2 separate regions of the Zea mays genome follow, and region 1 is linked to region 2. Evidence: chromatin contacts called from public Hi-C data. All regions are on one chromosome and are shown on one strand. Each heading gives the region's core, a stretch centred on a gene start, on an enhancer-like site or on the middle of the called end of the contact. The rest is flanking DNA. Distances are from core to core; before and after follow the strand shown.

Region 1 (5,938 bases), core at 750-3,249, 160 kb after region 2:
CTAACTGCTACTGATTATTATAATTTAGTGATGGATAATATTGATGATGTGACCGACAAGAGGATGATAGCTTTGGGAGCAATAGAAAAGGACAAGATCATGGTAGCCAGGGCCTACAACAAGAAGGTCAAAGCAAAATCATTTCAAGTAGGGGACCTGGTGTGGAAGACTATTCTGCCTCTAAGGAGTAAAGATCGGAAGTTCGGGAAATGGTCGCCAAGCTGGGAGTGTCCTTATAAAGTAAAACAGGTGATGTCTGGCAACACCTATTTACTACAAACATTACAAGGCAAGGATTTGCCTAAGGCTTTGAATGAGCGTTTCCTCAAACAGTACCATCCTAGTATGTGGCAAGATGCCTAAGAGAACCGATGTAATCACATCGAGTTAGTTGCTTTTGGTTTGCTCAGCTCCACCAAAAGGCAGGGGGCATATGTTGAGCACCGTTTTGAGCCTGGCGGACGGTCCGGCCCTGAGGCCGGACGGTCCGCGGTCCGGACAGTCCGCGCCTGTGGGCCGGACGGTCCGCGCATGCGCAGAGCAGTTTAGGGTTCCGAGTTTTGTGCTATGTTTGTTGGCTAGATTTGCGGAATTAGCTCGGAATCCAGTCGTGTAAAGGGTCCAGCTCCCCTCCTATATAAAAAGAGAGGTCTACGTCCGATTAATCATCATCAATCGAATCAAACACTTCTATTTCACATTTTATCCTAGGAGTAGTTCTAGTCTAGTTTAGGTTTAGCCTCTCGATCCCCAAATTCTCTGCCTCTCCTCGACTCTACGTCGATTAGAGGAGTCTAGGTCGGCCTGCCCGAGCCTAGACAACTCCTAGGATCTCTCCTCCCCAACGGGGTCCCTCCCGGGAGCGAGATCCAGGCGCCGCCGGCGATCTTCCTCCGCCCCTGCGCACGCGCGGACCGTCCGGCCGTCAGGCAGGGAACCCGAGCTCCTGCACCAGGTCGCGAACCGTCCGGCCCTGTGCCGCGGACCGTCCGCGCCTGACCAGAGAGCACCGCCGCCTCACGCCAGGTCGCGGACCGTCCGGCCCTGTGCCGCGGACCGTCCGCGCCTGACCAGAGAGCACCGCCGCTGGTTCTTTTAAAGTGATTGGCGCCTCCAAAAAGGTGTCAACACCAGCAAGGCTAGAAAGGACAACCAATGGTGGAGAATTATGAGCGTTAGACACTTAGACGTGAGGTTCATGAAGTTAGGGTTTACTATTTGCTATATAATATGGACTAAGTAAAAAAAACTATGAGTCGATTTCGAATATCAACGAATAATCCGTAGGTGGTAGATAATATACTAATCCGTGCCCGCTAAATTTTGGATCGAATACGGATTTAAACTGAGTCAAAAAAAATGTATCCATATTCGATTTCGTCCAATCGGATATCAGACAAATATCTTCTCTATTAGACTGTACAAACGCATGCGTATGCTGTGCGACTTCTAGATCACGGACGTGCAAACACCAAGACGGACACACGAACAATGTGGGTGATGAATTTTGCAGCGGTAAACATGAAAAACGAGGGGATTGGAAGAAGATCAGCAGGCGTATCAATCGAGATAGATGCATTCTCCGCACGTGAAAAGATAGGGAGGGTATATAGAGAATTTTGTTTGAAGTTAATTTTTCTAATTTCTCCTAAAATATGTTTTGGAATTAGGGATATTAAACCGTCTAAAGTAGTCTACTCATAATTTAAAAAACATTACTCTAAACTATAGATTACACTATACGAGTAGTAGAATTTGATTATATTTATAAGATAAATAAGTCGCCCGAGGAGATAGTCTAGAGCTATTGTAGATGATCTTAGATAAGACAACGACTAATATGTAAACAGATACTAGGTACAAACGTGCAAGCAGATTTTTTGGTCTGTTAGATCTGAATCTAACGATACATATAATTGTAGTTTGTTAGGTTTTTTTATAAAGCTATTTCAGGTAGTGGTAAAAGAGTTTAAGTGCTAAATATAACATACCCTTAGTTCTAGATTTAACATATGAAAATATCAGCTTGTACATTTGCACCTATTAGGGCTTGTTCGTTTTGCTCTCAATCCATGTGGATTGGGTGGAATTGGATGGGTTTCAATCCCAAACAAGTCAAAATCTTTCACAATTTTTTCCAATCCCATCCAATCCACATGGGATAGGAATAACCGAACAAGCCCTTACTTGGTTGCATATCAGTCGTCGTTGCACTTACATACGTTCCAGTACCCCGCGCTAGACGCTACTGCCACAATACCGCTTGATTGTAGGGCACAACTGTCAGCTACAGGTGGCCGTGTGGCACGGCCGGGATCCAGCTCGTCGTCTCACCCTCTTCTCCTCTTCCACCGACGGCGACCGCCCCCAATTTTCTCCTACCCCTCCGCCTTCACTGAGGTCCCCGAGATCCGAGTTTCCTTGCCCTGGTAAACCATAATATCATCACGCCTCGTGCCCAAATCGGACGCACGCACTCCCGGTCGAATTCCCTCGAGCGGAGCAGATTTGGATCCGGCTCGGCCAGATGGATCCCGAGGACACCACCCCACCGGCGCCGAGCCAAGGTGATGCGGAGACAACTCCGCCGCCGGTGTTGGAAGTGGCGGCGGGGGAGGACAGCCTAGCTAGCGGGGGCGAGGCGGCCGAGCGGGCCCACGAGGAGGAGGAGCTCGCGCGGGAGGTCATGGAGCTCGGCCTCCAGAACGAGTACCTTAGGTCCCAGATTGCTGGCGTCCGCCCGGCGGGTGACGCGGACGAGGTCCCCGGGCTTGTGAGGGGCTGGAAGGAGCAGGTGGAGAGGATGAGCAGGGAGGTGCAGGAACAGCGGCTGACGCGGGAGGCCACGGAGAAGGCCCTGGAGCACGTCAACGTGGCCTATGCTGAGGCTGACGGCAAGGTGCAGGAGCTTACGGCCAAGCTGGCACAAGGTGAATTGTAGTCGGGCACCGACCACTGGTGAAGCTGGAACGACTCTCGTACTTTTGCTAAGCTTATTGTTGTGTTTTGTCCCTACTTTCCTTACTAGTTTGCCACATTGCGAGTAAGAGCCTGTCCTTGCGTGTTGTCAGCGAAAAGCCAAAAACCCAACTAACAACCGAATTTTTCCCTGCATTTATCGGCAAGGGCGCAACTTCATTGCATGTCAGTTAAATACATGTCATGCCAACAATTTGAATCATCCATCATGGTTGTAGGCAGTGGATTTGCTATTGAGCTTGTCAGTTATTCCATATTATTGGAATAGCTTTTCTTCCTAATGTATGCTTGGGATTATGAAGTATAGGCTGTTAGAATATCCACACCAATCGCAATGGCTAGGATATTATTGGTTTTAGAAAGTTGTATTTATTAGTTTTGGGGAGTGGGTCCAGTAAGAACTGATGGGCATGATGTTTCTCAGATCAAAATACACTGATAAGTTATTCACGACAAAAGTAACAATGAAGCAGATACCCCAACAGGATGCCTCTATTGACAGAAACACACAGGTCAAAAAGGTTTAACATAAAAGTTGAGAAATCTTATTTACCTGGAATTGGCGGACCATTTTTACTGATAATGTTGGCTGTAGCATATTTAGTAACATAGTAAGGTAAGCTCAATCTGCTCTCTACTGTCTTAGAGATTTCTGCAATGAAGGATGTCAAATATAAATACTTTCTGTGCTATCTGCTATATCTTCCTCTGGTCCGTTGCATCTCTTGCTATACTCAGAAATTTCTCATCAATAGGGTGGGCATACACCATGTACCATACCATAACATATACTAGATAGAACTGTGATCACAGAGCTTATTTGTTCTTGTAAAATTACTAAGGTTGTTGATTTTTCTAACCACCTATAAAACCTCAGTCCCTACCCCAAATTGCTTGAACCTGTTGTTTTTATGGAAACGCAGTAAATTCTTAAATGTTTAAGAAGGTGCTCTGGATGTCTCAATGGGCCTGCTCAGCTGCCCTTTGGTCTGCAGCTGCAAGCTAGTTAGCTTATGACACTGGAGAGGTGCTGTTTGGCTCCTGCAGCAAAAAATGGTTGTTTGTAATAGTCACATAGGATCCTTTTCTGTGTAGCTGATTAAGGGATTAAAAGTTACTTTTACTTTTCTAGTCTAGAATAAAATCAATGTCGATCTTTAATATCTTACAACTATAATGCACCAGTTTCGACAGCATGGTTTTTAAAGCGGTAAGGCGCTCCAAGGCGTTGGACCAACGCCTAGGCGCCTAGGCGACGCCTAGGCGAGGTAGGCGGGCAAGGCGCCTAGGCGTCAGACCACCGCCCGGACGCCTAGGCGTCGCCTAGGCGACGCCTTAAAAACAGTGTTCGACAGTCGTCACGCGAGAAGTGCGTAGGTCTATTCCCCTCCCTTACCAGTGGACCGTTATCCCATAGATAGGCAGTGAAAACCACCCAAGCCCCTACCCCACAGATGGGCCCTGAGGAACCACCCAAGCCTAACACGACAGGAAGCTACACGTAGCGCAACGCTCTCACATAGTATCACCTCGCTAGCTGAAGGAGGATGAGCGACGGAGCGACTAAGCGAGCTATAAAAAGGCGTGTCGGACTCCTTTTCAACTCATACCTTTCTAGCCCTTTTGACTAATATAAAATGTAATATTTGTTCTTGTGTGTTGTTACAACGTACGGACATTGTACTAGTCTACCATGATTTTAATGATTGCAATTGCATAATAGATTAAGGTTAAGCTTCTGTGGTATGATTCATGGACTATGAATGTATTATTATAATTTTGATCCAATCACATGCTAATGTTTGCGTGATAGAGAAGAGGGAGACATCAGGGCATCAAAGTTGACCTGCAATGACTGCCATGATTACAATGACTGCAATTGCATAATGGATTAACAATTAAGCTTCTGTGCTATGACTCATGGACTATGTATGTATTGTTATATTTTGAGCCAATCACATGCTAATGTGTGCGCGATAGAGAAGATGGAGCCCTCTGGGCATGTGCAAGGAAAAGATGGTCATGTTCTGTAGTTCATTACAACTCTTCTGCATGTTGATTATTTTCTAAAAGGGTTTAAAACTGAGAAAGTTGTAATTGTAAGATGACTGTGAATACATTATCATTTTGCAGTTTTCTTGTGCTTCGTTCTACCTAGATTTGCCAACGGATAGTGGTACAATGCAATAACTTCTAAAGTGCCATTTAGTTATTGAAGAGGATAAACTTCTGAATTTTATTTTGGATTTGCTGTATCTTAGCTTTATCATATTACACCTTGCTATATCATTTTTATCTGTAACACAACCTAGTTCTTGCTGCTACTTTTTTTGTTTCAGAATCTAATTCATCATTAGTTCCATGCATGTAGCTGAACAAAAAATGGAAAAGGAACTAAAAGAACGCGATGACAAATATCTTGAGCTGGAAACCAAGCTTCAGAGGCTTCTCAAGCGTGCAAAACAACGTATACAAGATATACAAAAGGTAACAAGTAACCAATATTTTGTCTGTCCTATATCCACATTAGCTTGACAATAATAGATCCTTTACTTCACTACCCCAGTATCTCCCTAAATAGGGAAATTTCTGCTGTCCTATGTGCACATTAGCTTGAGCATGAACTAATACAATTTGATTCAACGATTGTTGTGGTGTAATCGACTCTTTGCTGCCTGTTTGTCATGTTTCGTGAATGTCAAATAGCATTGTCATCATATACTGAATTATTGAAACAAGAACATGAACTTTAGTGTTTTTCCCTAACACATTTACAGGAAAAAGTTGATCTGGAAGCTCGGTTTAATGAAGTTAATCAGAAGGCTGAGCAGGCTGCTTCTCTGCAATTAGCAGCACAGCAGGAACTGGAACGTGCTCGTCAGCAGGCTAGTGAGGGCTTAAGATCAATGGATGCTGAAAGACAGCAGTTGCGGACAGTGAACAGCAAGTGAGTGACTTT
Region 2 (6,214 bases), core at 3,600-6,099:
CTCCGAGGACGTCAGCCCGACCCGAGGCCTCGGCTGGTCAATTCCGGCGTCGGTCCCACTAACGGACGACCCGGCCAGGCTCCGGCCGGCAAGGTCTCCTTTTCGAGCCAACTCCACCTCTGTTTGCGCTGACACCGCTACCCCTGGCCTCGGCTCATCGAAGGGCGGCCAGGGGGTTCCTTTAACTGAGCAAGAGAAGCCTCGGGCAACAAGGCTGACCGAGCCGAGGGACTCCTACGCCTCCGGGATACGGATACCTCACTCGTCACCTTTACACGGGGCGACTCACGCTTGGTGAAGCGGTTCAGACAACCAACAGGCGAGTCTTAGCGCTCGAAAATGAGGAAAAAACACGGCCCCGTGCCGAAATTACATACATGTTCAGGCCTCGACAACCACAATGAACAAAAACACTGGCATTCAAGGTGCCATTACAAAACGGAACTCCGGTTCCACCTCCGTAGGCACGAACAACCCCACTCGACGGGAGGGGGGCCTGTGGAGCAACGGAAGACCGACGAACGGCGCGTCGTCGCCCACTCCGGCAGCGACGACGACGACGACTTCTGCTCCGGGGGGCCGAACAGCGGTACCGATGACCTCAGGGCGGATGCCGCTGCCAGGAGGCCCCCGCCCGTGCCCAAACTTGTGAGGCAAGGACGGGCAGAAGGCCGTAGAGTTGGAAGTCGGTCCGTGGGCGGCCCTAGCTATCTCGTCGGCGGAAGAACCTCTTCCAGCTGCCGTGGCGGAAGCCGGCGCCGAGAGCGGCTCCGAAGCCACTCGGGTCCGAGAGCCAGGCACGCTGCAGCTGCCGGCGCCACGGACGACAACCGCCCTTCCCCCCGATCACTGAGGGAAGGAGCGGGCCACCGCCCACGCAGGGGCCGACCCCAACTCGGCACACTCCCCTCCCCAGCCCTGGTGATGAAAATCCTTGAGGCTGAGGGAGGGGCAGAGGCCGCAGCCCGGTTCGCTTTCCCCCATCCAGGGGCTGGTGGTCACCGTCTTGGGTGACCACCGGCGAGGGGTGCAACCGGGCTGCACGATGAAAATCCTTGAAGCCGAACGATGGCTGAAAGGTACCAACTCCCACGGAGTTGCGTTCCTCCAACGACGAGGCGGAAAGACGGCGGGTATCCCCCATCCGGGGGCTTGGAAGGTGGAAAGACACGATGCATAAGGGAGCGCGAAGACATGGTCACCTTCCAAGGGGGTCACCCTCCTTTTAAAGGCGGCTCTCCCTACTTGCGTCCCCAGTTGTCGTGGGCTGAGTCTTCTCCAACACACCCCAAGGATCTCCCCCAGGGCGCGGGGGCTGGGTCCCACACATCATGCAAGCCGGCTCAGAGCAGAAGAAGCCAAACCGCCGTGCGCGGTGCGTACAACCGCCCAGCGGTTACAAGCGGCCCTCCACTTTTGCCCAGACCAGCAGGCGAAAGGGCGGGCAGCCATGCAGGCGGCATGCAACCGCGCCAAGTGGGCGCACTTCTCCGACTCCCAACACGCCCGGCACGGAGGCCCAGGCCCACGCGTCATGCAACCGGCGCGCCGAATGCTTCGTGCATGCAGCTGCACCGCCACTTGCGCCACCACCGCGCCTCCTCGACTGCGGAACCAATACCGCGGCTCGAGGCGACCCAGCGCACGACCCAGCAGCGCCAGCCTGGCACGACGGTCAATACGGCCAAAAACGGGCCGGCAGTAATGGCGGTGGCAGGCGGGCAGGAGCAGCGGTCACGTCGTCAGCCAAGCCTACGTCCCATCCAGGGGAGACGAGAGAACCCTCTCTCACGGCGTGAAGACAACGCGCCCGTGTTCCGTTCCTCGAACGGCTCGCGCACGCGCAACGGCCGCCTCGCGAACCACTCGCCCCGTCGCATTAACTCCGCGGCGGGACAGGCGGCGTCCCTAGCAGGAGAAGCGGGCGACGCTTCGCCTTCGCCATAATGACCGCGTCAGAAAAGGTACGCCGCGTCGTTCGATTTCGTATCCTTTTCCTTTTTTCCTCTTTCTCTCTCTTGCAACAGGGACCGGGAAAGGGGGATACCCCGAAAAGGATCCTTCCCCGTGAAGGAACCAGGCTCCGAGCCTCCCTACTGATCAGAGGTTCGAAGGCTGGCCCCTCGAGAGGGTTCAACAGCCGCCTCAGAGCGTTTGGGCTCCACACCCACTACTGGTCAGAGGTTCGAAGGCCGGCCCCTCGGAAGGGTTCAACGGCCGCCTCAGGCTGCTCGGGCTCCGCGCCCACTACTGATCAGGGGTTCGAAGGCTGGCCCCCGAAGGGTTCACAGTCGCCCCGGACACAGAGCGAGGGATGACCATGGGTACGTTCGATACATAACCAAGGCTCGGGCTGCGCTCCCAAGGTACCCTAGGACATTTCCGAGACCAGCGGGAACGATCTTGTAACGGAATCCCATCAGAGGGAGGCATCGAGCCCTCGGACCCCGTCGCCAGGGGACCGGGTCCGGCAGATCACCCGCAGGTACTTTTGGGCGTGCCTCTGGGCCTCTAGCCGACCCCTAACGAATGGGGCACGGACGTCCACTCGGATTACCCGCCTGCAGCTCACCGGAGACACCATGTTCGGCGCCCACCGAGGGCAACATGGCGCTTTCCCCCCTCCTCCTTGCGGAAAGGCGACGCAGGGGCGTATGTAAAAAAGTCGAGTCTGTCCCTGATCGCCCTCTCGCCCTGTGCAGAGGCTCGGGGGCTGCTCTCGGAAACCCGGCTCCGGCCACACCGTTGACAGCGTCAACATACCAGCCCGAGAACTTGGGACCCGACCGTACACCCGGGCTACGGCCAGCTCGCATGAGGGAACAACCAGACCAGTCGAAGCATTACGCGGGGCATTAAGACCTCGGAGGAGTCAAACCACTCCTCCGAGGCCTCGGGGGCTACACCCGGCGGGTGCGCTCGCGCGCACCCGCCGGAACAAAACGCAACCGAGGAAGGCTGGTCCCCCTTGCAAAAAAGTGCGACGAAAGCCTCCAAGCGAGTGCTAACACTCCCTTCGAGGCTCGGGGGCTACTGTCGGGGATCATAATTAGGGGTACCCTCAAGGCTCCTAATTCTCAGCTGGTAACCCCCATCAGCATAAAGCTGCAAAGGCCTGATGGGTGCGATTAGGTCAGGGATCAGTCCATTCGAGGGACTCGATCGCGCCTCGCCCGAGCCTAGCCTCGGACAAGGGCAGCCGACCCCGGAGGATCTCCGTCTCGCCCGAGGCCCCCCTCCAGCGGCGAACATATTTCTGGCTCGCCCGAGGCCCTGTCTTCGCCAAGAAGCAACCCTGACCAAATCGCCGCACCAACCGACCAAATCGCAGGAACATTTAATGCAAAGGTGGCCTGACACCTTTATCCTGACGCGCGCCCCTCAGCCGACAGAGCCGAAGTGACCGCCGTCACTTCGCCGCTCCACTGACCGGTCTGACAGAAAAACAGCGCCGCCTGCGCCGCTCCGACTGCGGTGCCACTTGACAGAGTGAGGCTGACAGGTAGTCAGGCTCGGTCGCAGGCACCATAGGAAACTCCGCTCCGCCCGACCCAGGGCTCGGACTCGGGCTAAGCCCCGGAAGACGGCGAACTCCGCTCCGCCCGACCCAGGGCTCGGACTCGGGCTAAGCCCCAGAAGACGGCGAACTCCGCTCCGCCCAACCCAGGGCTCGGACTCGGGCTAAGCCCCGGAAGACGGCGAACTCCGCTCCGCCCGACCCAGGGCTCGGACTTGGGCTCAGCCCCAGAAGACGGCGAACTCCGCTCCGCCCAACCCAGGGCTCGGACTTGGGCTCAGCCCCAGAAGACGACGAACTCCGCTCCGCCCGACCCCCGGGGCTCGGACTCCGCCCCGGCCTCAGCCGTTGGTCTCCGCCTCACCCGACCCAGGGGCTCGGACTCGACCTCGGCCACGGAAGATAGACTCGACCTCGGCTTCGGAGGAGCTTACACATCACCCAACCTAGGGCGCAGACCCGTCACGTCAACAGGAGGCGCCATCATCACCCTACCCCGAGCTGACTCAGGCCACGAGAACAAGACCGGCGTCCCATCTGGCTCGCTCCGCCAGATAGGCAATGATGGCGCCCCGCATACTCTGTGACGACGGCGGCTCTCAGCCCCCTTACGGAAGCAAGAGGACGTCAGCAAGGACTCAACGGCTCCGACAGCTGTCCCTCCGCCAGGCTCCGGCACTCCTCCGACGGCCACGACATCACACCAGCTGGGTGCCAAAATCTCTCCGGCTGCCACAACGACATGTACTTAGGGCGCTAGTTCTCCTCCGCTAGACACGTAGCACTCTGCTACGCCCCCATTGTACACCTGGATCCTCTCCTTACGCCTATAAAAGGAAGGACCGGGGCCCTCTTAGAGAGGGTGGGCCGCGCGGGGACGAGGACGAGACACGCGCTCGCTTGAAGCCGCTCGCTCCCTCTCCCGCGTGGACGCTTGTAATCCCCTACTGCAAGCGCACCCGACCTGGGCGCGGGACGAACACGAAGGCCGCGGGATTTCCACCTCTCTCACGCCTGTCTCCGGCCACTTCGCTTCCCCTTCGCGCTCGGCCTCGCGTCGACACATCTGGGCTGGGGCACGCGGCAACATTCACTCGTCGGCTTAGGGACCCCCGGTCTCGAAACGCCGACAAGTGGGTATAGAAAGAAAATATAGAGGGAACCGCTACGGGAGATGAAAAAGTAGAGGATGAAATATTGATGATGTGACGTAAAAAATTTATATAGAGGGAAAAATTTAGAGATAACCGTTGCAGATCGTCTCACGCCGCTCACTCCTCCGATCTTTTCCAGCGCTTTTGATTTTTTTTTCTCGCGAAGCTCATCCCTACGCCGCTCAATTCTGGGATAAAAATCCCGCTGCCAGCCTCTGTCTTCTCCAGTTCTCCACCGCGCCCATTTCCTCTGCTCCATCTCTCTTGCTCGCCGGAGCTCCCTATTCGGCCGCGCCTCTGCTCGCTCGGTCGCCAAGCTCCCACGGCGCCCCTGCTTCGTGCTGGCCGCGTCTTCTTCTCTGCTCCTCCCTCGCCGTTGCTCCTGGTCGCAGCATCTCTGCTCGCTCGCGCCCAGCCGGAGCAGCCTCCTACACCAGCCGCTCCTCCCTGCTTCTCTCTCCCTCTCGCGTCTTGCTCCATCCATGGCCGTTCCCTGCTCTTCCTCCCCCAGCTCGCTCACCAGCCGTTCTTCCGAACTCGCCCCAGCCCCCAACCGCCGTGCGCCCTGCTTGATTTCCCCTATGTTACACGCCCACGCATCCGCGTGCTTCCTGCGCGCGAGCTTCTGCACGCCCGGGTCTTCTCCCTCAAGCTCCAGCTCCATCGCGACCCAGCCGAGTTCTCTCTCTCTCTGGTGCCGCGCTCCTGCTGCCCGCTCCTCCTTCAGCTCCCAGCCGCCGAAGCTCTCTGCGCGTGTAACGTACCAACACCAGAATTTGAGATCGCGAGCACCGCTCCCCGGTGCTCTCCACCTCCACCTCTCACGAAGTATTCACTATATCCAGAGTTGGGGTTTACAGGAGTTCAAGCCAGTACCGGTCGGCACAGCCGCCGTTCGCTCCTAGCACTTCCGTCCTTTCCTCCTCCCCCTCTTGCATACGGTTCAGTCTCCCTTATTAATACGATAGCGACCAACAGGTGAACAGAAACAATACAAGGCAGGAAGCCTACTGGGTCCAATCTGGCCCAAAAACACGGCTGTTGGGCCGCACGACTCGCTTCTCCTTCATCTGTTGTTTGCTTGACGCCATGGTCCTGACATTCTCCCCTCCTTGAGTGGAGGCTTGTCCCCAAGCCTCAGCTTCAGGAAAACGTTGCTTAACCACTGGTTCATCTTCCCATGTAACGAGTTCTTCGGGCCATGCAGACCACTTGATGAGCACTTGTGGAACATCGCCGAAGGAGGTGTGGACGACTCGACGCTGCAAAATCTGCTCTGGCCATTGTAAGGAGTCTGAAATGGAAGGTAAAATAGAGCTAACCTGATCAGTAGAGCCCACTGCTTTCTTGAGCAAGGAGACATGGAACACATGATGTATAGCAGATGTAGCTGGCAATTGCAATTTATAAGCAACATGTCCAATGCGTGCCACGATTTGGAAAGGACCGAAAAACTTAAATGCAAGCTTGTGGTTGGCGCGTTTCACCAAGGAAGATTGGACGTAAGGTTGCAATTTCAAATAGACCCAATCGCCAACTTGGA

What was found. A called contact is a pair of places that touch in the nucleus more often than the background predicts.
Region 1: a contact with region 2 is called in a Hi-C map of tassel, with 3 times the contacts expected there. The contact joins the promoter of LOC103649231 here to the enhancer-like site in region 2. A contact is called at or near these places in 2 of 25 Hi-C or Micro-C datasets (ear and tassel).

Annotation. Positions count from the first base shown.
Region 1 is chr2:205,744,885-205,750,822 of Zm-B73-REFERENCE-NAM-5.0, forward strand. It overlaps LOC103649231 (protein GRIP), which reads left to right and starts at 2,000. Exons shown (of 21, transcript XM_020548559.3): 1 at 2,000-2,930; 2 at 5,351-5,466; 3 at 5,757-5,926. The coding sequence starts at 2,528.
Region 2 is chr2:205,581,207-205,587,420 of Zm-B73-REFERENCE-NAM-5.0, forward strand. No RefSeq gene overlaps it. Among protein-coding and RNA genes, the nearest start is that of LOC100304238, 23 kb to the left of the region's middle. Within about 2 kb of position 4,850, at least 17 of the 20 cell types and tissues checked have an H3K27ac peak or open chromatin away from gene starts, as enhancers often do. A contact at or near this core is called in ear and tassel, where this site is marked.